2 separate regions of the Anas platyrhynchos genome follow, and region 1 is linked to region 2. A link is a contact called in public Hi-C data. All regions are on one chromosome and are shown on one strand. The core of a region is the stretch at or near the end of the contact, and the rest is flanking DNA. Distances in the headings are between cores, read along the strand shown. Region 1 has its middle 64 kb from the start of GATA6. Region 2 has its middle 76 kb from the start of GATA6.

Region 1 (5,626 bases), core at 177-2,676, 140 kb before region 2:
AAACGCTTTGTAAAGAATGCTGCCATAACAGTATGTGTACAAGCTGTGTGTTAACTTGGTCCTGAGAGCTTCATTATTGTATTAGCTTCCACTTGAGATCTGAAATGTGTTTTCCATCTATGAAATTATGGAAATTTGGGCAGCCCTACATTTTAAGTTTTCAGACTCCAGGCAGGCGTACAACGTCTCAAAACAAAAAACCAACAAACAAAAAAAACCATGCATGAACATGGTCTCTGAAAGTGTAGGTCATCCACAGCTCTCCCTTTGAGCATGCAGAATCACCTGAGGCAAGAATGGAAGATCAGACAAACCCTGTCACCATCTTCAGGCAGCCACCTAACTGGTAATGCTCTTCTGGACAGAGATGATGGCAGAATTTTCTGCCATGATGGAGAAAATATGCAATTTGAATAGCATGGGGTAATCCTGTGGGCTTTCACAATGTGCTGTAAAACTGAGAAACAAGGCTAGACTGAGACCTTCTAAGAACCACCACCAACATAAAATCTCATATGGAGTGGGTATACATGCCAAGCATCCCTGGGAATTCGGCCTGCTTCAATAGCTGTGTATTGCTCTGAGTATTTTTGGTGCAAATCTTGAGTTCCTCTCCCTGAAGTCAGGCTACCCGTCCAACTCCTGTGCTTTTGGCCCCTTCTTTCAGTGGGGCAGAGCCCTGGGTTCTGTCTTGCACATGTAACCTGGACTTATCCTATGGGGATCCAATTATTTGTCATTCTGCACTTTGCTGAGCCATTTCTGTCATTGCAAAGAAAGCACAAAGTTGGTGGAAGAGCTACCATACCCTCACAGGGGTGTAAAGCATGTTCTGGTTTAAATGGATGCACATGGAAATAGAGAAATGAATGGGTCCGTGTTTGATCGCTGACATGCTTGGAGGTCTGGTAGCAGAGGTGTGACCCTAAATCGCATTACTTGCTGTGTGCCAAGCCCATTTATCAGCATGAATCTCTGAGTGTGAGAGAATTCTGAAATTTCTAAAATACGTTTTTGGATTTGCAGCAGCCAAACCAAAATCCATGTGTAACCTATTTTCTGACTCTGTGGCTTTTTATTCTGTCATTGAATACTGACTGCCCTGCTCTTACAGAAAAGAGCACAGAAACCCAATGTCATTTTTCCATACTTTCCAAACTTTTCTCCTTGTAAGCATGAGGGTCATTAAAAACTGCAAGCAAACTTTGCTTCATTGGTATGGTTTGCACTACACCCAGCACAGTGGGTCCCAAAGCAAACCTATGATAAGTACCCCAGAATAGGAGCTGGGGCTGAAAACATCTTCAGCCACAGCATTGCTGCTTAGATGGCACTATCGTGTCTGCGTCATCTTAGACAGGGCTGCCTCCATGTATTTAAAGAGTGGAATTCAAGCCTTTGCAAAAGGATGTCTTCAAAATAGGGCTTGTTGTGTCTTATCTGAGTCACAGACATTGCTTTGGCTTTCTGCATGGGGGTCAGTCCTACAAAGTCATCACTAGAACAGGCTGAAATGTTTTGTATTGTTTTTACAGAATAATGCCTGCGGAGAAGGGGAAGTAAAATATTTGTTTCTTCCAAAAAATCAAGGTATTTTTCAATGACACACACTGTTTCTGTTTTCTCTTTTCATATTTTTTTCAGTTTCTACATTTTGTGCATGTCTTTGCTTCCCATCTTTTGCAAAATTCCCATGGGTACATAGAAATTAAAGAGTTAAATGAAAGGCAGAATTCACTTTCTGTTGTGCTTCCAGCAGTCATTTTCCTTATCTGAGTCAACATTTTCTTTTCCAGGATACTAGTTAATTCTTCTAATATGGGAGTAATTTTCCTGAAAACAACAAAACAAAACAAAAAAACCCGCAAACTTTAACAACAGAAAATGTAACTGGATCAGCCCAGTGCAGCTATGTGCAGTGATAGCCAGACCGATGATGATGTAAAATCATCTTTTTCCTCTTCTGTTTGAAGACTGTGCATATTCAAGTCATACTTCATTGACAATCAATAAACAAGTTTTTACTGCTGTCAGCACTGCAGAGCCGATGCAGCGCTGAGAGGGAGCTGATAGCTGTACTGACTCAGCCTCTCTTCAGACAACACTCAATTCATTTCTGAGCACAGACTCTTTTTGACTGCTACACTGGGAGATCAAATAAGGAACCCCACTAACCTGCTTTCACAGATTTTTGTCATGTTTTCAGGTTCCTCGTCAGCCATTCCCACTTCTGATGTAAAAATAATCACAAGACGAGCTCAATAACTTCTCCTGCCTGACACAAGACCTTCCTGAAAGATGTCCAGTCTTGATCTGATGGCATCAAGCATTGGAGTATTCACCATTTCCCAGAGTAAAGCGTTCCAGTGACTAATCGCCTGTGCTGTTGGTAATTTGTTTCACTAACTTGGGATGATTTTAAAGCACATTTTTTCTGATTCCTCAGCCCAGCACAAAACCGAGCCAAATCATATGAAACAGCCCAGCTCCATCTGAAGGTGATTTCTGAAGATCCTGACTTGAAAGGATCTTCTCTTTCACACTGGAAATTTTGCATTTGCGGTAGAATTTATTATAAATCTTCAGCTGTTTTCCTAGCTGATTACACCTTCAGTTCAGGTCTAATTGCTTCTATTTTTTGCTCAGAGGCACAAAAATTGCATCAAGATAAGTATCCTAGGAATTGTTTAAAAGATCCTGGTGTGTATGGTCAGAGCTGCCCTACTTGCAGACAGAGATAATCTAGCTGTCATGGACTAATGAACTGTAACCTGGAATTCTGGTTGATCCTGTCACCCTTGGCCAAAATAGTCCAAGGAGGGACGTGACGCATGTTGAAATCTTGTTTTGAGAACTGGACATTCGGATATCTTCCAGGACTGCTCTCAAGGTTGTATTGTACTCGCATTAAAATTGTTTGGGAGAATTTAGAAAAACTTAACGATGGAGAACTGATGCCTGGGCTCTGCTGTGCACCAATTAGCAAAGGCAGAGGCAATTTATACCCCTTGCAGAGAATCTGCTTAGACCCAGGCTTCACTGCTACAGTGAATACTCTCTGGTTTTACTATTTACAGCCCTTTGACAGGGCGACTTTTTTGCTTAATGGTAGGCATATTCTTATGTTTCATTTCCTATTCCATTGTCTTTTGAATGGAATGTGGCAGATTTTAGTGCTTGTTTGGCTGAAAGAGTTGTTCTTTTCTTATTATTTATTTTTTAATAAGCATCTTCCATGTATTTTATTATTTCTTCCCCTGGGAAGCAACATTTGGAACCATCCAGGAAATAATATTTTAACAAGCATTAGGCTGCAGTCTCTGAGAGCACAGAGAGAAGCTGATGCAGGAGGGAGTGCATTTGGTAACAACACCTCCACTGTCCAGTTGTTCCTCCCCTGGAAGATGGATTCTCATGCTCCTCCAAATGCAAACCCAGGGAACTGTTAGTTCAAATCAAACAAACAGTCAGTGGAAGCACGAGGAGTCACTGCAAATGAGTGAAAACTGCATTTAAGCCTATATTCATACCTGTCAGCTCTGGCATATCACACAACACAGCAGAGGCATGCCGTGTTTCAATCAGACGCCACGTTTTGCCAGCTTGTGTTACGTGCTAGGAGCTCGCAGCTTCAGTGAAATGAGCTTGCAGTTCGGTAGGAAACGGCACCAGCGCCAGCTCTGGGGCTGTTTCCTGCCTCCTGTGGTTCTGTGTTTGTTGGCCTGCATGCCTTGTCAGGGAAGTTCGACAGGAGGAGGTATTTACCCGCTCTCCATAATGGGGCGAAAACATTTTAGCCAGTTAAACGGCTAAAACGGGTTTAGATGCGAGTGAAATAATTTTACAGGGCAGAAAAAAGGAGCTCTGATGAGCCTGGGAGAGGGCAGGTGACTACCAAGGGGTGCTCCACATGCTGGCACCTTGAGCCAGTTGCAGCCATCAGTCAGAAAACGAGAGAGAAAGCTGCAGAGAAGCAGCTTCAGCCTGTGGCTGTGCAGCTAAATGCTCAAATGCAGCTAAATGTGGCTGCGCAGCCTCCCAGGCAGGGCTGTCCTTCAGACCAGAGCAGCAGGGGGTACAGCACTGATGGGAGCATGGGTGGTGGGTGAGCCAAGCTGGTAGCTGCTTTTCTAGATGCTTGAGAGCTGCCTGCCCTGAAAAGTACCTGGGAAAACACAGTTTGTCATTGTATGATGGGGAAATCTAAAAACTGTGGAACGACTGATTGCGTCTTGCCAGACGTTTCAAAACAGGGGACCCAGGACCATGCCCAAAGGACTGACTTCTGACATCACAGTTACCAAATATAAGTGCCCTGGCAGCTGATGCTGATGAAAATAAAAGTAACTTGTTCGCCACCTCCAAATTGTGCAGCAACAAGGACAACACCGTCCTGTATTTCCTTAGTGAGCCTGGTGACTCTGACACCTGAGTGGAGGGTCACTTAGGGGCAAGACAAAGTTTATATGATAGGAAGAAAACTTTATTTAGCAATTGCACCAAAGCGGTGAATTCAGCAGTTCACCAAAGAGTCAAAATGAAGTTAATGCCTGAGCATGCCTCTCGGCTCCTTTTGAAGCTAGGCACAGGTAAGTAGGTCTGGAAAACACCCACACTAGTGGGACACGATCTCTACAGAGAGCTCGTGAACACAAACATGTGATCGTCATGCCAGTGGATCTGCTTTCAATAGATTTTTCCTGCTTACAGCTGAGCATCCACATTGACTGTGCATCTGCAGTAAACACAAAGCAAATCTCTCATTCAGATTTGCAAAGCACACACTGGTATTATGGATGCTGCACTATGCCCTCCTGCTTAAAGCACAATATGCTTTATCTCAAATGCTGCCCTGAGTTGTTGTAGGCAGATATGGAAAGGCGCAAATTTTCCTCCCTGTTTTTTTTTTTTTTAACTTAGAAATAAAATATGCCGCACCTTATTCCTAAGGTTTACATTTGATACCTGCCGAGTAAACACAGTGCAATGATGCCATTTCAGCAATTTAAAGGCCGTTATCGCAGGTACTGATTGCAGCTGATGATGTTATATGGCCTAGCAGTGCCTTGCTACATGCTCTTCCCTGGCCTTAAATTCTGCACATAGTTTGAATTGTTTTGTCCCCTTCTCTGTTAGGAAGGAATTGCATCTCGGAGCCTTCAAAGCATGCATTTCCTAACTGCTTCTGGCTGCTCCTAGAGAGCAGCTGCTGAGTCAGCCCTTCAGCTCTTTTGCTCTTAGTGGCATCTGTACCTCACGTGGCGCCTGCAGGTCTGTGCTGCTGCCACAGCACCGCTGCCCTGGGCTGCCTCGGCTGGCTCCGCAGCTGCGGGATGCTCACAGGGCCGGGGACCCCAGCCTGGAGGCACCCCACCTCTGGGTGTCAGGGGGTGCAGATGTAGACAAAGAGGGACACAAAAGGCTTGGGCATCCTCAGATACACCAGAAAGCCAGATATTTTCTCTCCATAAAGGAGAGTTTGTGCTGATCTTGCAGTGTCAGACAAGTGGATAAACTGCATGCTTTGGCTTTCCAAGCTGCAGCAGACCTTCTTGCAGGTTTAAGGCTGTGTATAGAAGGGGTTGTGCCTTTTAGGACAACTTGTAAAAGGTTTGTTACTCAGAGT
Region 2 (5,188 bases), core at 2,081-4,580:
ACACACCTCCCTGCACGAGGCAGCAGCCTGCTCAGGGGAGGTAGCTGGGTTGGCACACACAACTGTTCAGAGCTTTTCCCATAACAGGGCCCCTCTTCTTTCCCGTTTGCCAAGGTTCCCCTCTCAACATGGAAGGGGAGAAGTGACTACAAGCCTTCAAGACCTCTTGACACTCCTCCAAGGAATGGTGATAGCAGCCTAAGATCCCACTGTGAAGACAACTGCCAATGCCAAGAGCTGTAATGAAGTGTAGTTTCTGCCCAGCTACACGTTGAAGGTTTGATACTGTAGGTGGAACAACTACCAGGCGTGGCCAAAATGAGAGCTGTAAGAACACAGGTGAATATATTGTTTGACCCAATGAAGAACAGAAGGGAATTGTTAATTATTCTGCACTGAGAATGCCTTCCCATCCAGCTAGGTAGAAACAGATCAGTGATCTCTTGGTATTGTTAATATTTAAGACCGTTTACTTTTTTTATATACCGAATTATCGCCAGATTTTCAGCCCCATCAGTACTCTGCTCACATAAACATTCTGGATTTAAACGAGGAAATAGAAATCAATATACATTCAAAGACAGGTGAGCTTTCGGATGGCAGTCATGTTCTGGTGATTTAGCAGCATTTGTGTAAGCAAATGCATCTGGGATGGGACCTCTGCACAGAAACTGGAAATCTTTCCAAAAGCATATTTTATTGCCCTGCTTCAGATTCCCTTTCCACACCCTGACAAAATGGCTTACTGTGTGAATAAGCCTTTCTGAACCCATCAGCAAGCTGTAATCAAGGTACTTTCTAATTTAACTCCAAAAAATACCAAAAGGCAAATCAGTTATGCTTTTAGACTGCCCATGGTAGAATCCTTTAAGAAAAACAAGAAGTTGACAACCTTTTTTTGCATTTGTTTATTTTTAAGGTAGGAAAAGAGAGAGACTGTTAAACGAAACAAAACAGAGAAAAATATATAAAATCTTAAAAATGAATAAAGCTTTCTTAGAGATATCCAGATCAGAAGATGATAGAGTAATCTGAAAATGCTTCCCACATACAAGCAGGCAGGTAGATGGCATTGCTGCACACAGTGTCTAGTGCAACCTGTATTTTTGTTATGTTTTTGCACAATTCATTAGTAAAGTGGTCTCTTAATTCCCTTCTGAAGCCCACAGAGGCTTTGCAGTGATAATAAAGAGCAGAATGTAAAAAGCACAGTATTGTGTTCAAAGCATCAAGTATTAAGACCTAAGGATTTCCACTCTGCTATGTTCCATAGATTCTATTCACAAACAATAGCAACGCTGCTTCAGAAAGTACTGTACTGTTGGATGACCAGCGAGTATTCCACGATCAAGGCTAAATGGACACCAGTGCAGCAGCTAAAATAGCTTCATCCCAGGGAAATATTCCAGAGACTACCGTGACTCCTGTTTAAAGACAAACAGATAGAGTGAAATGATAAGGCAGGGGTCAACAATTGGTTTCAATATAAAACATTTCACAGAAAGCAGACCAGATCACGCTACAGTAACTTTTATTACAGAGATCAGCCTGGCTGTTCATAATTATTATACACAGAAGTGCCTCTTGCTTAGACCAGACAGCACAGAGCTAAAATGGAAGCGTATAACAAATTTGTGTTAATAAGCAAACAATCATTAGAAGTGTTAACAAGTGATGGTGGAGAGGCTCTGTTTTTAATTTTAATACTGATCTCTAGTAAGTGTTATTATCCTCATAGAATAACATTTTATTATGAAAGCACATGCACAGCATTAAAGCCTTAGATAGCCCAGTGCCTGCCAGCAGCAATTGTAAACAAAAGTGAAAGAATCATTTGCGAAATGCTGACAGCTATCAGTATTCACAAAGTTTGTAGGATACAGAGAGGGCTGCATACAATATGCTGCACCATAAACAACAAGAAATTGCCGTGGCCTGGGGCTCTAAGGAATCAACTGGATATTCAGTTTCTTCCCATTTAAAAAAAAAAAAAAAAAAAAAAAAAGCTTAAACACGCAGGCTTAATTTCAACTGATTTCTGACTGAGCTAGGGTCCTGAGTCTGTTAGATATTTTCAACTTTTTTTTTTTTTTTTTTTAGCCAATAGATCCCTTAGACATTCCCTTCTTATATAACACAGCAAACAGCTGCAACTAATCATTTTTCATTATGGTTTTGTGTATCTGCTTTGTTTTACAACAAATTTTACTCAAACAACAAAAAATGCAACAGAACAACTTCTGCTTACTGTAAAAATGAGATTTTCTGAAGATCGGCAGAACTCTGGAAGTGTTACCAGATACAATTAGGCCAGTGTGCTTCTAAACTATAGCTGGGAAAAGGATATGGATCAAGGAAAAAAAAATAAGGAAAGAAGGGAAAAGAAACAAAGCTTAGAACACAAGAAAATAAAATATATTTTGTCCATTTTCTATTACTGTTCATCATATCCGGATAACGTGAAAATTATCAATACATTTTATATAAGTATCTATTTGTTTCTAGCAATCATTCCTCAGGCTTTGACTTGCAACTGAAGCAATTCACCAAGCAGGTTTACGTTTCTGTGTCGCAAGTACACCGTTCCCATGCATCAGGAGAAGAGAGGAGTGGATCTGCGTGCAGTGAGCGGTGAGGAACGTCCGAGCATCCCTGGGGACAAGCAGCACCCCCCCCCCCGAGCTGCAGCCACAGCACAGCACAGGAGATAAAGCACACACATATCACTTTACTGCCACGGGCAAGCTAAACCTAGGAAAAGTGTACTGAATTATTAAATAAGCAATTCTGATAACACGAGATATTAAATGCAGATAGGGTTGGGTCAACCAAATTACTTTTTTTTTCTTAATTCTTCCCTGCAGAAATATTGGTGCTAAAGCAAGCCCGGCACCTCCCCTTCGTACACATACACCTCTCCTCAGAAGGTAGCTAAAATCGGTGAAGAAAAGGAAAAAAAAAAAAAAAAAAAACACAAAACAACATAATACAGCAAAGTCCTACCGAGGAATAGTGTTTTAATGAACACACAAAGCAACTAGGTGACATCTTTATCAGCCCTCATAAACCTTGATTGAATACACAGCGATAAGCCCTGTTTAAACTGTCATCCTCGCGATAACACGCACGGAGACAGCGCGGGCCTTGGCAACGGGCTGCGGGGAAGAGGCCTCTCCAAAAGTGCAGGCACCGCGAGGTAGTAATGTACATCACGTAAACAGCCCAGAGCCGGCAAGGTTGGTGTATTTTGGGCTGGCTGAGCGTGTACACGGGCATCTTCTGGTGGCAGAGGCCTGCGAGGGCCCAACTCCACAGCCAGCCTGCCCGTGGGGCCGGCGAGTTGGCAGGGGAAGATGGGCGCCCTCAGCCAGAGCGACCTTCGGCACTGAGGTCTGCAAACACCAAGAGTTTCATACAGGAGGTTTTGAAGGGTTTGAGGAAAGCCTGCTCTGGTTTTCTTTTCTTTTCTCTCTCTCTTTTTTTTTAAACCAGCGTTATTCACGCTGTGTACAACATTCAGCATTAGGAAACAACTCAGGGACAGAATGGGTATGGAAGTCAGCAGTAATGCGACTTTTTATATCAGAGGATCTGGTCCTGAACAGCTGGGATATTTATTTGAAAAAAAAAAAAAACAAAAAAAAAAAAAACAAACATATAAATAAATAAATATAATTAAGCATTTCAATATAATTAAGCATCTCCAGGAAATGCTTGTACTCTCCAGGAAAGCGAGGATTTGATTCATCGATGTTTCTGTATTTATCTCTAGCTTAACAATGAAACTGAAATTTACACTTGAACTTTTATTCCCTTTCCCCACCTCGTCCTTCCCTCTCCGTAACGCGTGCAGTGACACCCTCTGGCAGCTCACCCAACACCGCAGCACCACGAGGCCGAAACCCAAGGACGTCCAGAGCTGGCACTTCGTCACCCTTCCTTTATCCAACGCGGATTTCTTCCACCAGGTGCTTTAAAACATAACGACTGTTACTTGTTAACTATAATAAAATATATATTTGTATGTGATTACTAGTTAATTAATAAGTTAATAATTCCCACTGCTTGGGAGGTGGAAGACAATAGTCCATTTTGTGCCTGTTTGGTCTTTGGCAGGCCTGTGAGCTAGCACTAGAGCTGGGTTTTAGTTTTCCACCAGAAAAAGGTCTGACACCACTACACAGCTGGTATACCACCATGCAAGGAGCTGGCAGGGGAGGCATGTTAGCTGCTCAGGAGCTCATTTATTTATTTCTAGGCTTTTTTGCATACACTAGCTGATCTCTTCTAGTACCATCAAGTATTATTTTTTCCTCATTTTACATACAGGAATGAGAGGAAACACAAATTAAGTGGCTTGGGTGAAGACTCCCAGAAAACTCTCAAAAATCATATCTAACAAATCCCAGTCTCATGGCTGCAATTAGAAGACACATCTCTTCAACTTCATTAATGCAGGTTCTCTGTAATACATGTAGGCTCCCAACGTTTAAACAAAGTGATCCAAGATGAGGCCGGAACCCACACAAATACTGCCAATTACACAAAGTATTCACCAAAAGGAAGACCAGGTTTTAATTTAACTAGAGCCCGATGGCTTGGAAACTTCAGAAATTCCTGGAATGAAAAATTAGGAGGAAAAAAAAAAAAAAGAGAACCGCTTTTGCCTATTCTGGCATGAGCCAAGGGCAAATGGCTCCTGGCTGTGAACATGCAAGGTGTGTTTGCTGACTCGCATAGATTAAGAGCATTTTAGTCTTCTTTACGTTATTTCCCACATCCACATTCTCTAGAGAGGAGGGACAGTAACACAGCTATTATGCTAATGGAAAATTCATTTATACAGGACTTCCCGCAGACCTGAAAAAATGAGAAATGTTATCCAATGCATTCCCAGCCAAACTTCCTCCTGAAGTGAAAAATCTTTCCCTCTGATAAGCAAGTTGTGTCAGACCACATTTCTGTCCCTGACAAAAGGATCACTCTCCCTTGGCTTGCTCTAGTCTTGGCAGCGGTGCTCAGCAGAACCACGCTGCTATTCCCAGATATTCACCACACTTAACAGAGCCACTGGCTTATCTTTGACCCGAACAATAAAATAAAAATGAACTACACGCAAACACGAGCTAGCAGTTACTGTGGGTAACACCACCAACCTCAGCTCTGAGGCGGCCAGCTCTCCTTCGGG

The links. Hi-C and Micro-C count contacts between places; a contact is called where the count stands out from the background.
Region 1: a contact with region 2 is called in a Hi-C map of liver, with 2.1 times the contacts expected there. The contact joins two enhancer-like sites. A contact is called at or near these places in 3 of 8 Hi-C or Micro-C datasets (liver, skeletal muscle and subcutaneous adipose tissue).

Annotation. Positions count from the first base shown.
Region 1 is chr2:54,673,936-54,679,561 of IASCAAS_PekinDuck_T2T, reverse strand. No RefSeq gene overlaps it. Among named protein-coding and RNA genes, the nearest start is that of GATA6, 64 kb to the right of the region's middle. Within about 2 kb of position 1,426, at least 5 of the 8 cell types and tissues checked have an H3K27ac peak or open chromatin away from gene starts, as enhancers often do.
Region 2 is chr2:54,534,158-54,539,345 of IASCAAS_PekinDuck_T2T, reverse strand. No RefSeq gene overlaps it. Among named protein-coding and RNA genes, the nearest start is that of GATA6, 76 kb to the left of the region's middle. Within about 2 kb of position 3,330, at least 4 of the 8 cell types and tissues checked have an H3K27ac peak or open chromatin away from gene starts, as enhancers often do.